2 separate regions of the Mus musculus genome follow, and region 1 is linked to region 2. Evidence: chromatin contacts called from public Hi-C data. All regions are on one chromosome and are shown on one strand. Each heading gives the region's core, a stretch centred on a gene start, on an enhancer-like site or on the middle of the called end of the contact. The rest is flanking DNA. Distances are from core to core; before and after follow the strand shown. Region 1 overlaps Sh3rf1 (SH3 domain containing ring finger 1). Region 2 holds the start of 1700001D01Rik (RIKEN cDNA 1700001D01 gene).

Region 1 (6,902 bases), core at 3,963-6,462, 100 kb before region 2:
ACCCGGAGGGATCAAGCTCAGCAAGTGTTACACACTGTCTTAGGAGATCCAGAACTCATTGAAGAGTTTAAGTTTCTTGGGGAATAAAGTTAGTTTGAGAGAAAAAGAAATCATCACCATCAAGCCAAGCCTCATAGAAGGCACCCTCAGACGGAGATTCATCTGGAGTGTTACCAACTAGAAATCAAGTCCAACGTGTCCGTGCTGAAGAGGGCAGGAGTCCTGGGTTCCCTGGCGCTGGAGGTACAGGCAGCTGTGGTCTGGCCTGAATTCAGGTTCTCCACAAGAATGGTGCAGGCTCTTAAACAGCTGAGCCGCCTCTCCACCTCCAAGAGGTTCTTATTCATTTTAAGGCGCAAATTCTTCAAAGATTGATTAAAAAAAAAAGGGCCTAGAAGGGTTGAACATCAATTTTTAATAATGAAACCTTTCATCCAGTCCTCAAAATTACCATAAAAGGCATGAGAAATTGTCGACTTCTCATCCCCACCACGGTGTGACAAGCCCTTGTTACAACATCCATCTACTGTCTCCAAAAAGCCCAATACAAAACCCACACATTATATCACCTAGTGATCTACCAACAGATGAGAGTTTAACCAGCGTTATACCAGGAAGCTATTACCACGGATACTTCAATCACATAGCTGAAAATATGGAGAAAAGACAGGTAAAAAAAGAAATCATCTTAACTTGTAGTAGTCTTTTTGCTTTTTTAAAATTTCTATAAAATACACTAATATCCCAAAATAAAGAATATTATGACACATTGGTGTCGACTCACACAGATGAAAGCTGATGTCAGCTTTTTTCTAACTAAAGTTCATTTCACCAAACCTTTATATATTACATGAATATCCAAGTAAAGTATTTCTTTAAAAAAAAAATTCAACACAAAGGAACATAATATACAGTGTTTTTATATATATATAAAAAAAAATCAATTAACAGGAATGATTCCACTTCTAGCCACATTACGTATCTCTTTAAGACAATGGGATCTCTTGCCATTCTGTGACTCTTCAGTTCATGTCAATATTTCCCAGCTACTTTTATCTTAAAGTTAAAAAAAAACAAAAAAAAAAAAAAACAAAAGGAAAAGTTGGTTGTAAGACTTCCTTACTCTCTTACCCAGAAGAGAACCGTAGAACAAGGTCATTCACTACCAGGCTGTCTTCCCTCTATCTGCTCTCAGGACTAGCCAGACCCACAGCTGGGGTGGAATTGGAAGAGAGCATCAAAGGATGGATATAAAAAGATGGGCTCAGCCAGACCCTACCACAATTGTAAGGTGTGGGCACAGCCACTCCCAGCAAGCCTTGCCGAACAGTCCCAGGAGCGAGTGGTCTCCCAGAGCTCGCCCTTCACATCCGTCCGCTGGGAGGACACATGTGGATAAGCATTTTAACTACTGGTGTGCTGGCTAACGTGTGCCTTCACCCGAGAGGGAGCAAACATACTTAAGACATCTCGGTCAGTAGTGGTGGTGGTGGTGGGGGCAGGGGCAGGGGCAGGGAAGAGATCGCTGTGTATGTTAAACCTCCTGTTATCGGTCAGTTCTGAGTGAAAATTGCTATGAAATACACACACCATGCACAGTCCACACCACTGTGGGAATCCGGTATCACATGCAAGATGGCGGAGAAATCACGATGGATGAGTGGAAACGTTCACAGTGTTTTCTTACAGCCTTTTGACTTTAACACGAGTGCATCTCTTACCACCACTGTCTCACAAACTTTTACTGTGTCTTGGGGCATGCGGATCACTTGGGGATAGAATGGGAACTACGGTTCAAAGCCACTCACACACAGAGACTACCACTTTCTCTCACTTCCCACGGCGCTGCTGCTTGTGCTAGCAGACAAACGCGTATTTCCAGTCAATGGTTGTGCTTTAGTTTGCGTCTTTCTTTACCCACTTCGTTTCAGGAAAATGAAAAACCCACAAAAAAGAAATCCAGGATTAGGTCTTCAGGTTGATTTCTGATCAAAGCAGACAGATGGGGACCTACTAACTCCTCTACCTGGAGTCTGCCGGCTCCCCTCCCCAGGTCCTTCCCGGTACTGATTCAGCTGTCTGTTTGGAAAACTGGCATTTTTGTCTAAACGGAGCCAAATATAACGGCAGGGAGGAGGGCAGCAAGCAGGGGAGGGGGAGATGCAGTCTATGTCAAAAAGAATCTCTTGCTCTCAACAGACAGGAGAGAACCCAGCTTCTCCTTAACCATCATTTCATAAATTAATATTTTCTAAAAACCATAACCCAAAGAATTTGCTATTACAAGAAAGTTCAAGTTTTAAAAAAGCAAATAAATTAGTTAAGCCTTGTAAACAATTGTCCATTTTAGTTATACATCTTAAAAAAAAAAAGACATTTATCTGTAAAGTCCATTAGACATTACAAGGCACACTTTACACATCAGAACCCAGAGAGACGGAACCCACACAGGTGTGTCCTCCTTCCCTCTGCCCCTGGGGTAACCAGGCCGGGGCTCTGGAGTCAGGTGCCCATCTTCTGCTCGGTTCTTGAAGATCTGGAAGTCCACAGATGTGCTCTTTCTATGAAACTGCTTTGTGCTCTTTAGTCACACGTGGTGTGATGATAAGCTTTCTCCGTGTCCCGTCTTCTCAGATGTTTTCCACAAAGCTCCCTGGGAAAAGGCCAGTCTTCCCATTCCTCTGTAACGTGCCTTTGAACCAGCCGTCCTCTCGTTTCTTATGAACAAACACAATATCTCCTTCCTTGAGTTCAAGTTCGGCCTCACTCTGAGGAGGGTAGGAAACCACCACCCTGTGCCTGTGCGAGAGAAGCAGACTCTTCAGGTCAGCAATAAAAACGGTGCACCGTCACTTCACAGCGTGCCTCGGCACCGATAGAACTCACACAGCCATTCACAAGGCTTTGCGCAACTCAAAATCCAGCAATTCTCTTTAGCCAAGCCTGAGCTGGGTATTCATCTTCATCCACTAACGAGGGCCAAACTGGTGTTTGTGAGTGACCTCCACAGGGAGAGACATTTTTGTCTGCCTTCAGTATTTGTATTTTAGCTATACCTAAGGATATGTGTTGTGTGGATTCTTAATAGGGAAACCATTCCTGTCCTACCCTCTACTCCAGGAAGAGACAAGTAGATTTGATTTCTGAGACCAGGACAAACAGCTGAGCAAGCCAAGACTTCTTGCAGGCAGTGTACTGAGCTGGGCGAGGTGAGGTGTCAGGTCTGCTGCCTGGGGCAGATCTGGAGGACTGTCTTCGGTATCCCTTACTCTGGGTTTGATATTCAGGAGGCAGTGCCTGCCTGCCTTTACATAGGCAAGTCTTGCATTGGGAAGAGGTCCCAAGGTCTACACAGAAATGAGAGAACTGTGGGCTCAATTCTGCCCACCACGGCCAGCAATGATGCTGACACTCCAATCTCCTTGTGTCTTATCTATTCGCTTGCCCTTAGTTCTCAAGGCAGATGTGAGTGGGAAGAAGCGTAGCTAGTACCTAACTGCCCAGCAGCCTTGTGGATTACCATCACTTAACCCCGTGCCCCTATGCCTTGGTCTCTAAGGCAGGGTTATGATTAGCAGCTAAGGAAGTCAGGCAGGGGTGACTTATTTTGGGTCTCCCGACCCAGTCTTTTCTCTACTGGATATTATCTCTCTCTTTCCTCTGCCTTGCTCTTTCCAATCAAAGCGGTGGTTGTTGTTGGTGTTTGGTAGCCATCTTCTAGCTATCCCTGCCTCTGCTAGTCTCATACATGCACAGTTTTCTTCTACAATGCCCCGTGTGATAAAGAAATAGTACAAAAGTGACTGTGACTTCTGAGGCCAGGTGACTGAGGACGGGGACAATCAGTTGGCATGGGTGAGGCCACTGGACACTCCTAATCAGGCACCATGTGAGGGTCTAAAGTGTCTTCCCCAAACTAGTCAACAATAATGTGAAGGAGCTGCGTTAAAACCAGGCCTGCTAGCATCTGTATAGCCTGGTTCTCTCTTGAATCCCCATTCCATAAAAACCCAGAACCCACCACATTATTGAGGACCACAGCAAGTGGGCTCACTTTTCACAAAAGCTAAGTAGCTGTCCAACAATTACTCTGCTCTCTAGGGCATGGGTACCAATCTACCCTCCCAGGTCTGCAGCAAAAGCATAGCGCTGGGTCCGTTTATCCTTTCCAAGAAAGGTTCAGCCAACTCAGACATGAGTTTACAGATAAGGTCGTCAAATGCAGAGCAGGAAGGAGTGGAGAGGCACTGTGGGTGAAGGGGAACTGACACAGTCTTATGGTCACTCAGAGCACCTTAACTTTGAGCCAGCTAACACTGCCTCAGTCTCCTCCCCTGGAGAATGGGACTTCAATGAGTTAGACAATCTATTTTATAAGTAGCACAATGAGGTCAAAAGAGTGGCATTCTTGGTACAGCGACACGTACAGTTCAACCCCAGAATGTGAGCCACTTCAAGCATAGGGCTTCCTTGAGCATGCTGGGGTCTGGTACTTCAGGGAGGGGAATTTTAAGAAGCGGGCTAGTCCCTAACTAACAGATGAACTCAGGCCACAAGCTAAAGAACGTCCTGACACTGGGAGTTCCCACACTTTAGAATGACATAGAGTTTTGGAACCCTTTCACTGACAACTTTAAAAGCAAACTAACAACTTCATCGTGCAGTGATCTAAAAGAAGAACCCAGATGTGATTTCTCAGGTCTGATGCCAACAGGCCAAAAGTCCACATAAAACACAATGATGTAGTTGCCATTAGGGGCGAGTTAACATTTAAGCAAAGCTGTGCAGTTCTGGGGGGAAATATACCACTGACGGAAAGCATATTCTGTGTAGATCTCTCACGAGATGCGTTGCTGACTGGCAGCCTGTAAGCCGCTTTAAGGTAAAATGGAACAAGACAAGTTTAAAAACTTTAAGGGAATTAGATTAATATTTGCATTTTATAAAAACGCACTAAACCAATTTTGTCCGAAAATTCAGCACTGGAGTGGCTGCTGGGCTAAGAACATAATCTTCCCGCCAAGTTACCAGTGGGAACAAATTTTCATTGCTAAGTTATAGACCTCGAGGGGGAGTGGAGTGGTGGAGTGAGAAGCCATGTGCAGAATGGAAACTGTGACATGCTGTGCGTCATGTGAGGACTGCCAGGTGTCGGCACCGAGGAACTCCACTTAGAGGCCTTCCAGCTCGGGCCCTGGCCTTGAGCCTCACGGAGCGGTTTGTACTGAGACTTTGTCACATAGCTCCAAATGCTGGCAGGACAGCCCAGCGAACTCAGGCACGCAAAAGCCCTGCCAAGCAGAGTCTTTACAGACATCCACAAGCAGATGTCATACGCAGCTGCAAAGGCCCTCACACCTGCCGCCCAGCCCTCTGCCTTACTGGCTCATGCTCGCCCTTGTGTGAATCGGGTTCCCGGGCACTTCTGAACGTCTTGAACTTGAGCTACATTCTGCACCTTCTGTGGCACCTGCTGAGCCACCTCCAAAAGCTGCACCCCCATTGGTCTCCTTCGCTGTCATCTGGCTGACGGGCTAACTATGCCCCACCCCCTTCTTGTATTATACTTCCTCCAGTCCCCAATCCATTCCATGCACAACTCAAATATTTATATTAAGTCATGCCACCTGTAGGTACCCATTGTGAAAAACCATTAGCGGGCTCTCAGTGTCTGTAAGGTTAATCCTCACACTGCTACACAAAGCCCTCAATGATCTGGCCATAATCCTGCTTTATAGCTATAGCAGCCATCGTCATCGCAAACACCCCACCCCCACCCCACCCCACCCCAAGAAGCCTGCCCATGTCTCTTCAAACATAGCCCCACTTCTCCTCCTCCTCCACATATTGGCTCCTGCAGCTCCTTGCATGGGGAATCTCTCTCACAATATCGCTGCTCATCCACGCCCTATCAATCTCTCAAGACCTGGCTCAAAATCTCCCCTGGGAAACCTCTAGCCCCATAGCTGGAAGTAATTTTACGCTTGACTGACCCGCAGAGGGCCGTGTGTGTGTTTCTCACGGCACTTAGCACGGTCCATACTGTATTTTTACCATCTGTGTTGCTGTCTCGTTTATTTTCGACTCGTGGATAATGTTGAATTAACTCTCTCCGCCTCATGTGACCAAAGGCAGAACATAAGATGATTCTTATTAAGCACATTGAATGAGTGAGACCTAACCACTCAGTAAGCATTTTTTAAAATGTGTAATGTTCTTAAAAAAAAAAAAAGTCACTGAAATTCTAATACATGCTACAACATGGAGGGATCCGGAAAGCATCATGCTAAGAGAAAAAAGTCAGACGAAGAAGGAAAGGTGCTCTAGGACTCCACTGATATGAAACCACTGTGTAGAGAAAGGAGAACAGACTTCAGGGGCCACAGAAATGGGAAGAAAGCAGCTGTGAATGATGTGGTCTTCCTGTACAGAAGATGCAGAAGACATTCTAGAGACGGACACTGACACACGATCAATGTAAAGGCACCCAGAGCCAGTGGACTGTACCTTTGAATAGGGGTGAGTTTTAACTAGATTTTAGTCTTCCTTCCATTGAAAAGAGATTGCATTCTCACATGATATATCCTGACTCTAGTTCCCCTCCTCTACTGTCCCGGCTCCTTCCCTCGACACCTCTCATTCCCACCCATCCCACTTCTGCCTCTCGTTAGAAAAGGCTTCTAAGGGATCCTGATACAACACAGCAAAATAAAACAGTGAGAGGAAACAAAAACTGTAATATGGGAGTTGGAAAAGACAAATAGACAGAAAAGGCTCCAAGAGAAGGCACACAAATCAGAGACCCACTGGTTTGCACACTCAGGAATCCTATCAAAAAAACACTAAACTGGGGGGCTGGAGAGATGACTCAGTGGTTGACAGCATTGACTGCTCTTCCAGAG
Region 2 (6,795 bases), core at 692-3,191:
TGTTTTTTGGAGACAAAGTTTCACACTGTAGCCCAGGATGGCCAGGAACCCACTAGATTCCCCAGGCTAGCCATGAACTTGCAGCAATCCTCCTGCCTCAGCCTTCTGAGTTCCAGGATTACAGGCTTGTGCCATATATAACTTTAATATAATTTTCATGCATGTACTTTCTAAACGTAATATACAGTAAGCCACAAAATTCTCAATGGGTTTCCAAAAATAGATAATATATAGACCAAGTCCTTTAATCACAAAGCAATTAAAAAAAAAAACAATAATACAAAAAGACGTTTTAGGTTCCCATATGTTGGGAAACTGTAAATCATTTCCAAACAATCCACAAATGAAAGTAAAGGTTGTTAGAGAAATGTATGCATCAGTAGGCAGGAACCATGCTCACTGCAACACAGATAAATTGGAAACATAACAATGGACTTTGTAAAAATAGGAACAGCTAGCGTTACTGTTTTTAAACACTTTTCACACTTATACAACGGACTATAAACTTTTTACGGGACAAATAAATGATAAACACAAGCTGGCAAAGGATGGGAGAAAGAGGACGGTGATGTCAGATATCGGTGATGATCTGAAATTGAACGGTAGCTTCCCAGATGTAGAAGCATATTGTATGTTTCAAATATAACCTACATTACCATTCATGGATCTTAAGTATGACCAACATGGGATGCACTGCTCATCTGTGACCAGTTCAATGACATATCTGTGCTCCTTTTACCGACTTATGTTATTGTTTCTTATTTATTTTTCTAGCAGTGCTGGAGACCAGGCAAAAACCCTACCACTGAGCTACCCTCCCCGCACCCACTCGCTGTTTTAAAATTCTAATGCTAATGCTCTTTTTCCTTTTTCTTCCTATTCATAGACTGAGAAGATACAGTAGATCTCAGAATAGTCTAAGAATATTTACTTCATAATCCATAACGGTAGGAAAGTTACAGTTATGAAGCAGTAACAAAACAATTTTATGGTGTGTGGGGTGGGGTCGTCACAGCACGATGAACTGTATTACAGGGTCACAGCATCAGGAAGGTTGACAACCCTGGCTCTAGAGCACAGTGGACCAGAACAGCTATGAAGTCCCTGTGTGGAACACTTGGTCCTTTCAAGGTAAAATCCCACCATTAAGAGAGCAGCACAGCTGTCTTCAGCGTGTGCAAGAAAGAACCAGGCAGACAAACAAACAAATAAAAGCATCACACTTCCAAACATAAGAAAATGGTGGACTCTAATCTAGCACGTTGCCACTTCTGATGGCTGGCAGCCTGAAACATCTTTCCTGTGGAAAGCTTTAAAATATGATCAGCATTTTCTAAACAAACATTTTTGGAAAGCATTACATTTCATAAAGAGTAATGGGGATCATGAAATTGGGAACTGACGTTCTTGTTATATTTGGGTTTTTATTATCTACCCTTCCCCTCCAATTGCTACAGTTGGCCTTGGCAATTAACAAATGCCAGCCCTAACTCCTTCTGAAGTGAATCTGTTGATGGAAAGGCCAGGAAACAGTTTATCTCCACTGGGAACATTTTGAAGGAGGGATTTAACGGGGGCTGAGGCAAGGAGGATCTTTAAAAAACAATATTTGCTAAACTACAAACACACATGCACACATGGGAGTTGTTTTACTTTCAACAAGTCCTGAAAGTAGGAACAAAACCAAGAGAGTTAAAAGAATAATTTAACACTGATGTTTCGGGAATGTTGAAAGAGACCAGGCATTCAGACCTCATGTTGCTAAATTTGTTCATCTAAAACCTAAAAGACATTTTCATGACAACGATGTTGCTGTTCCTCGGTGTTCTGCTTCCTCGGGCAGCTTATTTCCTGCTCAAAGTTATAATTTTGTATTCATAATACCATAATCATTTCCATGGTAACTTCCTGTGATGTCAGAGAGAAAACACTGCTGCCTTCTCCCACAGCTCCCATCTCCCAGCTGAGCCAGTTTGTTGATTTTATTCTTTCCAAAGTGCACCAAAGCTTACTGTTCCGAGTGCTCAGGACGAGGTCTCAAGTTCAACGCTCTCCATCCATCACTGCAGGCAAGTGGGGAAAACCGAGTGGCCAGGATCCTGGTCAAAACTGCAAATGCCACTAATGGTTAAGATCAATTTGGGTTCAGGGCCCGGCTCCACTGGCTGTGAGTTACATAGTAGCCAATGTTCTCCAGGTCTGGTTTGCCCGTCTCAAAAATGAAAAGGCATCTCATAAGGTCACTGGGAGAATTCAATGAGACGATGCATATCAGATGCATACATAGCCTGGCACGGGACCAACGCCAACTCAAAGCAAACACAGTGAGGGTCCACCAGGACTTCTCTGACTCCCCAAACAAAGAGCCGGGATGGATGGTATCTCTGTCTTCACTCTGCAAAGCCTGGGGGTTGGGGGCTACTTCGTGCAAAACAGTGTCCTTCATGCTGAGACAGGACTAGCACTCGTGTCTGGACCCTAACAAGAACCGTTTCTTTACCCGATGCTTCAGTTCAGTGCTTACTAACCTCAGCAGAGATCTGGTTTCTGGCACAAGATCAACCTCGATTCTTGCCCTCTCTATTTCTCTTGTGCCCACACACCCAGGCAAATAGAGTACACATTTAGCAGCCTTAAACAGTAGGTCTCTGTGTGGAGGAGAACTCAAGCCCAGGCCGGGCAGTCCTATTTCAGTGTACCGTCTCATCTGTAGCTCCTTCTAAAGAATAAATTAAAATGAATCAAAGTCTTCAGTTTCCAGCCTGTTTATAATTATTATTTGGGTTTAAAGCATAGTCACAATTGTCTGAGCCTCTGAAAGTACAATGGAAGTAAATATCCACCTTCAGAAACCAGAGTATCCGATAATTCCATGCCTGGGTAACTGTCTGTTTCTACAAAAACAACCACAATAATAATTTCGTCTACCAACAGCATGAAACAGTTTCCAGCAAAAGGGAAGCCTAGCCCTTTTGAATCACTTAGCTGTGTTACCATCGGAAGATTTAAACTCTGCACCTCAGGTAAAGTTTGGTGAACTTCCCGTTAGAAATGCTAATGGTGCCCTCAATGAAAGGAACCTGAAACATGGACAGGTGTACACTTTCCAAGCAAAAAGACAACATAAATAAAAGGGAAATGAAACAGACTATAGTTAGATGGCAATGCTCATTCCCTTGAACTCTTTAGGGAGATGGCTCTTGAGAAGAAAGACAGAAAAGATTTCCTGAATGAATGACTGGTCCCGGTCCCGCCCCCACCCCTCTTGGAAGCAGGATCTCAGAATCTGAGCTAGCCTCAAACCCAAGTATAGTCTAGAATTTCTGATCCTCCTGCCTCCATCCCTGGGATTGCAGGTCTCTGCCACCATTTCCCTGTGTGTCACATAGGCTAGAAAAGCACTCTGCCAATGGAGCTACATCTCCAACCCTCCAGAGTTTCTTAGCGCTAGTGAAGAGATTCACTCTCCGGCAGGCTCTTCCCCTCTTCCCAGTAGAGTTCCATGACTCTATGAAATCACACACCGAGGGACACCCCACGGAAAACAGAATACAGCCCTGGTGCTCAACAGGTAGGGTTTAGGATCTGGTTGCACTGACTGAGGTCTATGACCGTGAGTGGTGGCCTTTTGCCAAGTAGGAAATTAATACTTTTGAGGCCACAGCTCTGTTGTGCAGAGAGTGGCCAGCATACTCCTGGCACACGGGAGACATTCAGAAAATACCTTCCAGTCCCCTCGCTCTAACTTACTTCACCCTGACAGGCTCTGAGGAAAAGGGAACTCAGAGGAGAAGTAAAACTTCACGGTGGATGATCAAATGAGACAGGAAAGCAAAACAAACCAACCCCACATAGAGCATGCTCTTCAGGAAAGAATTAGCTTCTCCAACGGTAACACTATATTCCCCGCGTGGTTCCCCTCCGTCCCCTTAACATCGGCTCAAGGGTCTTAAATGCTGCAGGGTTCTTTTTTTAATTACCATTTCGCTTAAATTTTGAGGTGCACATCTTCTTTTAATCAAACTACATCAACAAAACTTCCAACATGTATTTCATTAAATCACATTTTCTGCCAAGGTTTTATCACGCACACCCCCCCCCCGCCCCAATCAAAACAGCATACTTTTATGACCAAATAACACAGTATCTCTTTCCTCCAACAACCCAGAGCAAGCTAAGATCTGCATTTCATGCACTAAGAGTGGAGAATGAAGAACATCACATTCTGACAGTTAACAGTAGATGCCTCCTCGGTGTCAGAGAGCTCGACTTCCTACGGCAGCTGGGGTAGGGCTCACGATAAGATGGGCTCATTACTTCTCCTTTCTCTCATTTAAACCATTTTCTTTAGAATTAAGAAGTTGACCCGCTGGCTGAAAAAACTTTCCAAGGGAGTGAAGTGTCTCCCTCCAGGTCAATCACCTCCCCTCCACGTCAATCAGAGAGCTATGGCAGGGGAGGAATCCTACACTAACGTGGGACATTACCAGCAATGGAGTTACCTGATGGGACAGGGTAATGAGGGAGCCCCCGGGAAACTGCTTCATTAAATGCACTATTTACGTTCCACTAAGTCCAGTGTTTTAAATTTTTGACATTTGTTTTGAAACCGGAGTCAGATCCAGTACACAGTATTCCTTTGGCAAGAGCAATAAAAAAGTTAATGCCAGTAAGTCTAGCTTTCCTGTGACTGTTCTTTGTGTGTCAGGGTATCAGAGGTCCTACGAATCGGGTCAAAAATTAACACCACATGTGCATCTCCGGAGAAACAGAAATGGCTTGTGAGATGTCTATCAAGGAAACTAGTTTATGGGTTTGTAATCCCATTGCTAAGACGGTAATCAGCCTGGGGAATGCTCTGAAGCCACTATCTCTTCTCTCTTAATAATTGAGTTAGGGAAAATAAGATCAAATCACTGAGAAACGCAGGCGAATTTCCAGGCATGTCAAAGGAAAAGCCCTAAGGAGGAAAGCAAAGCAGCATCCTTCTGGGGTGAGTTTTAAGACATCCCATCTCGTCCAAGTGTTGACAAACACTCACCTGTCCGGGAAAGTCCTCCAGTGTATCTTCTCACAAGAAGTCTGAGAGGGGCTGATGTACCCACTGGACTAATCCTGTCTTCCCCTTTCTCAGAAGTTACCAACGCACCAGATCAGTGTAGAATGAAAATGGTTTTTGATTCAAGGGGGGGGGGGGGGAGGGGAAGCAATTCTAAAAGCATTTAAACAATTGCCTAACCTAGTCCAACATGGTGACTCACGCCTGTAATCCCAGCACTCAGGACGCAGAAGCAGGAGAACTGCTGCAAGTTCGAGGCCAGCCTGGTCTATATAATGAGTTAGCTCCTGACCACTCAGGGATATATAGTAAGTCCCTGTCTCAAAAACAACAACAACAATAAAGAACTTCTTAACCAGAACAAGCACACACAAAACACACAGCCTGCCAAGAGAGAGAAGCTAACCCATCTAATTGACACCTGACATTGTCTTGGCAGAATGATCTCTGAAAAAGAAGCTACGGCCTGTCAGGACCATTCACGTTCCAGCTATTCCAGGCCTCTCACATATGCTCATTCCCTCGCTGTCAACACTATAAGACAACTATACTCAGTTTTTGCTTTGTTTTGTTGGAAAGACTGGTTAAACTCACAATCTTCCTGCCTCAGCTTCCTGGCTAGCTCAGATTACAAGGCATATGCTACCACACCCAACTCACATTTTTGTCTTTGGGGAAAGTGTCGTGTGTACACATGGAAGCCAGAGGTCAGTCTCAGGTACCACGTCTCAGGAGACATCCATCTTGTTCTTTCGAGACTGAGTCTCTTCACTAGGACTTTAGGGTAGGCAGGTTAGCTAGTGAGCTCCAGGGATCTGTCTCCATCTCCCCAAGTATACACCACTACACACCACCACATGTGGTTGCTTACATGACATCTGGGATCAAACAAGTCTTCATGTACCCAGGGCAAGGACTTTACCTTCTCCCCAGCTCCAGTTAATATTTTTGAAAGGCTACCCAATGATAAACTGGGAAAGCCAGCAAGAGCAACATTTATGAGGCCATCTAAAGAAAAGCCTCCCAAGACTGAATGCTTTCAGGAACTTGTTAAAGAGCAGCCAATTGAGTATCAGCATGCACCACTGAGGGGTATGGGGAGGGAGAGTGTGTACCAAGAGACCACCATGGGGAGGGATAGGATTACAGAGACCTTCCCCTCTATAAATGGCAGAGCTTCCAAACATTGGTTAGTGGTCCTTCTGTATGCCACACAGAAACTCCATCTAGGATGGGTCAGTAAAGTTTATGCTTGCTGCATAGCTCAGTGACCTACCTCAGCCAGGGGTCTGCTGACAGTACCCTCAAAGTTATCTCCTTGCAGCAAGGACATTAGAAACCATCCCCAGGCAAGCTGTGTGCAGTGCACACAACAGACCTTGGATGCATCAAGTGGTCCAGTCCTTTCAGGAAACACAGTAGAAGACACTCAAGCTACGGGAGGCTCAAAAATATCACATTCCATATTCCTTTAATTTACCAGTGGAGCATCAAGAACCAGTGAGGCAAAGTGAATAGGTCAGGAGCCTAAGAAGAAGTAGACCTGTTAACTCCTAGATAGTATACCCTCCATGAAACCAAATTCCCTACATTTTTCAAACAAGTTTCAACAATGCAGTGAAAACTTAGGATTAGCCACCAGCCTCAGAATCAACAATGGCCTGGAGAGATCCCAGATGCTTGCAACTCTGTCTGCAATATGTGGTCAGCTCCACAGTGGCCCTCTACATTCCTGA

What was found. A called contact is a pair of places that touch in the nucleus more often than the background predicts.
Region 1: a contact with region 2 is called in a Hi-C map of uterus, with 2.2 times the contacts expected there. The contact joins the enhancer-like site here to the promoter of 1700001D01Rik in region 2. A contact is called at or near these places in 9 of 484 Hi-C or Micro-C datasets (cerebellar granule neurons, liver, nephron progenitors and 3 more), 4 of 115 datasets of contacts at active chromatin or transcription factors (cardiomyocytes, embryonic stem cells, pancreatic cancer cells and 1 more) and 2 of 9 other capture datasets (embryonic stem cells and embryonic tail).

The regions. Positions count from the first base shown.
Region 1 is chr8:61,389,566-61,396,467 of GRCm38.p6, reverse strand. It overlaps Sh3rf1 (SH3 domain containing ring finger 1), which reads right to left. Exons shown (of 12, transcript NM_021506.2): 12 at 396-2,799. The coding sequence ends at 2,631. Among named protein-coding and RNA genes, the nearest start is that of 5730405A17Rik, 35 kb to the left of the region's middle. Within about 2 kb of position 5,212, at least 19 of the 459 cell types and tissues checked have an H3K27ac peak or open chromatin away from gene starts, as enhancers often do. A contact at or near this core is called in uterus, where this site is marked.
Region 2 is chr8:61,284,018-61,290,812 of GRCm38.p6, reverse strand. It overlaps 1700001D01Rik (RIKEN cDNA 1700001D01 gene), which reads left to right and starts at 1,941. Exons shown (of 5, transcript NR_045475.1): 1 at 1,941-2,069. The region is part of intron 2 of Sh3rf1 (SH3 domain containing ring finger 1); the gene reads right to left.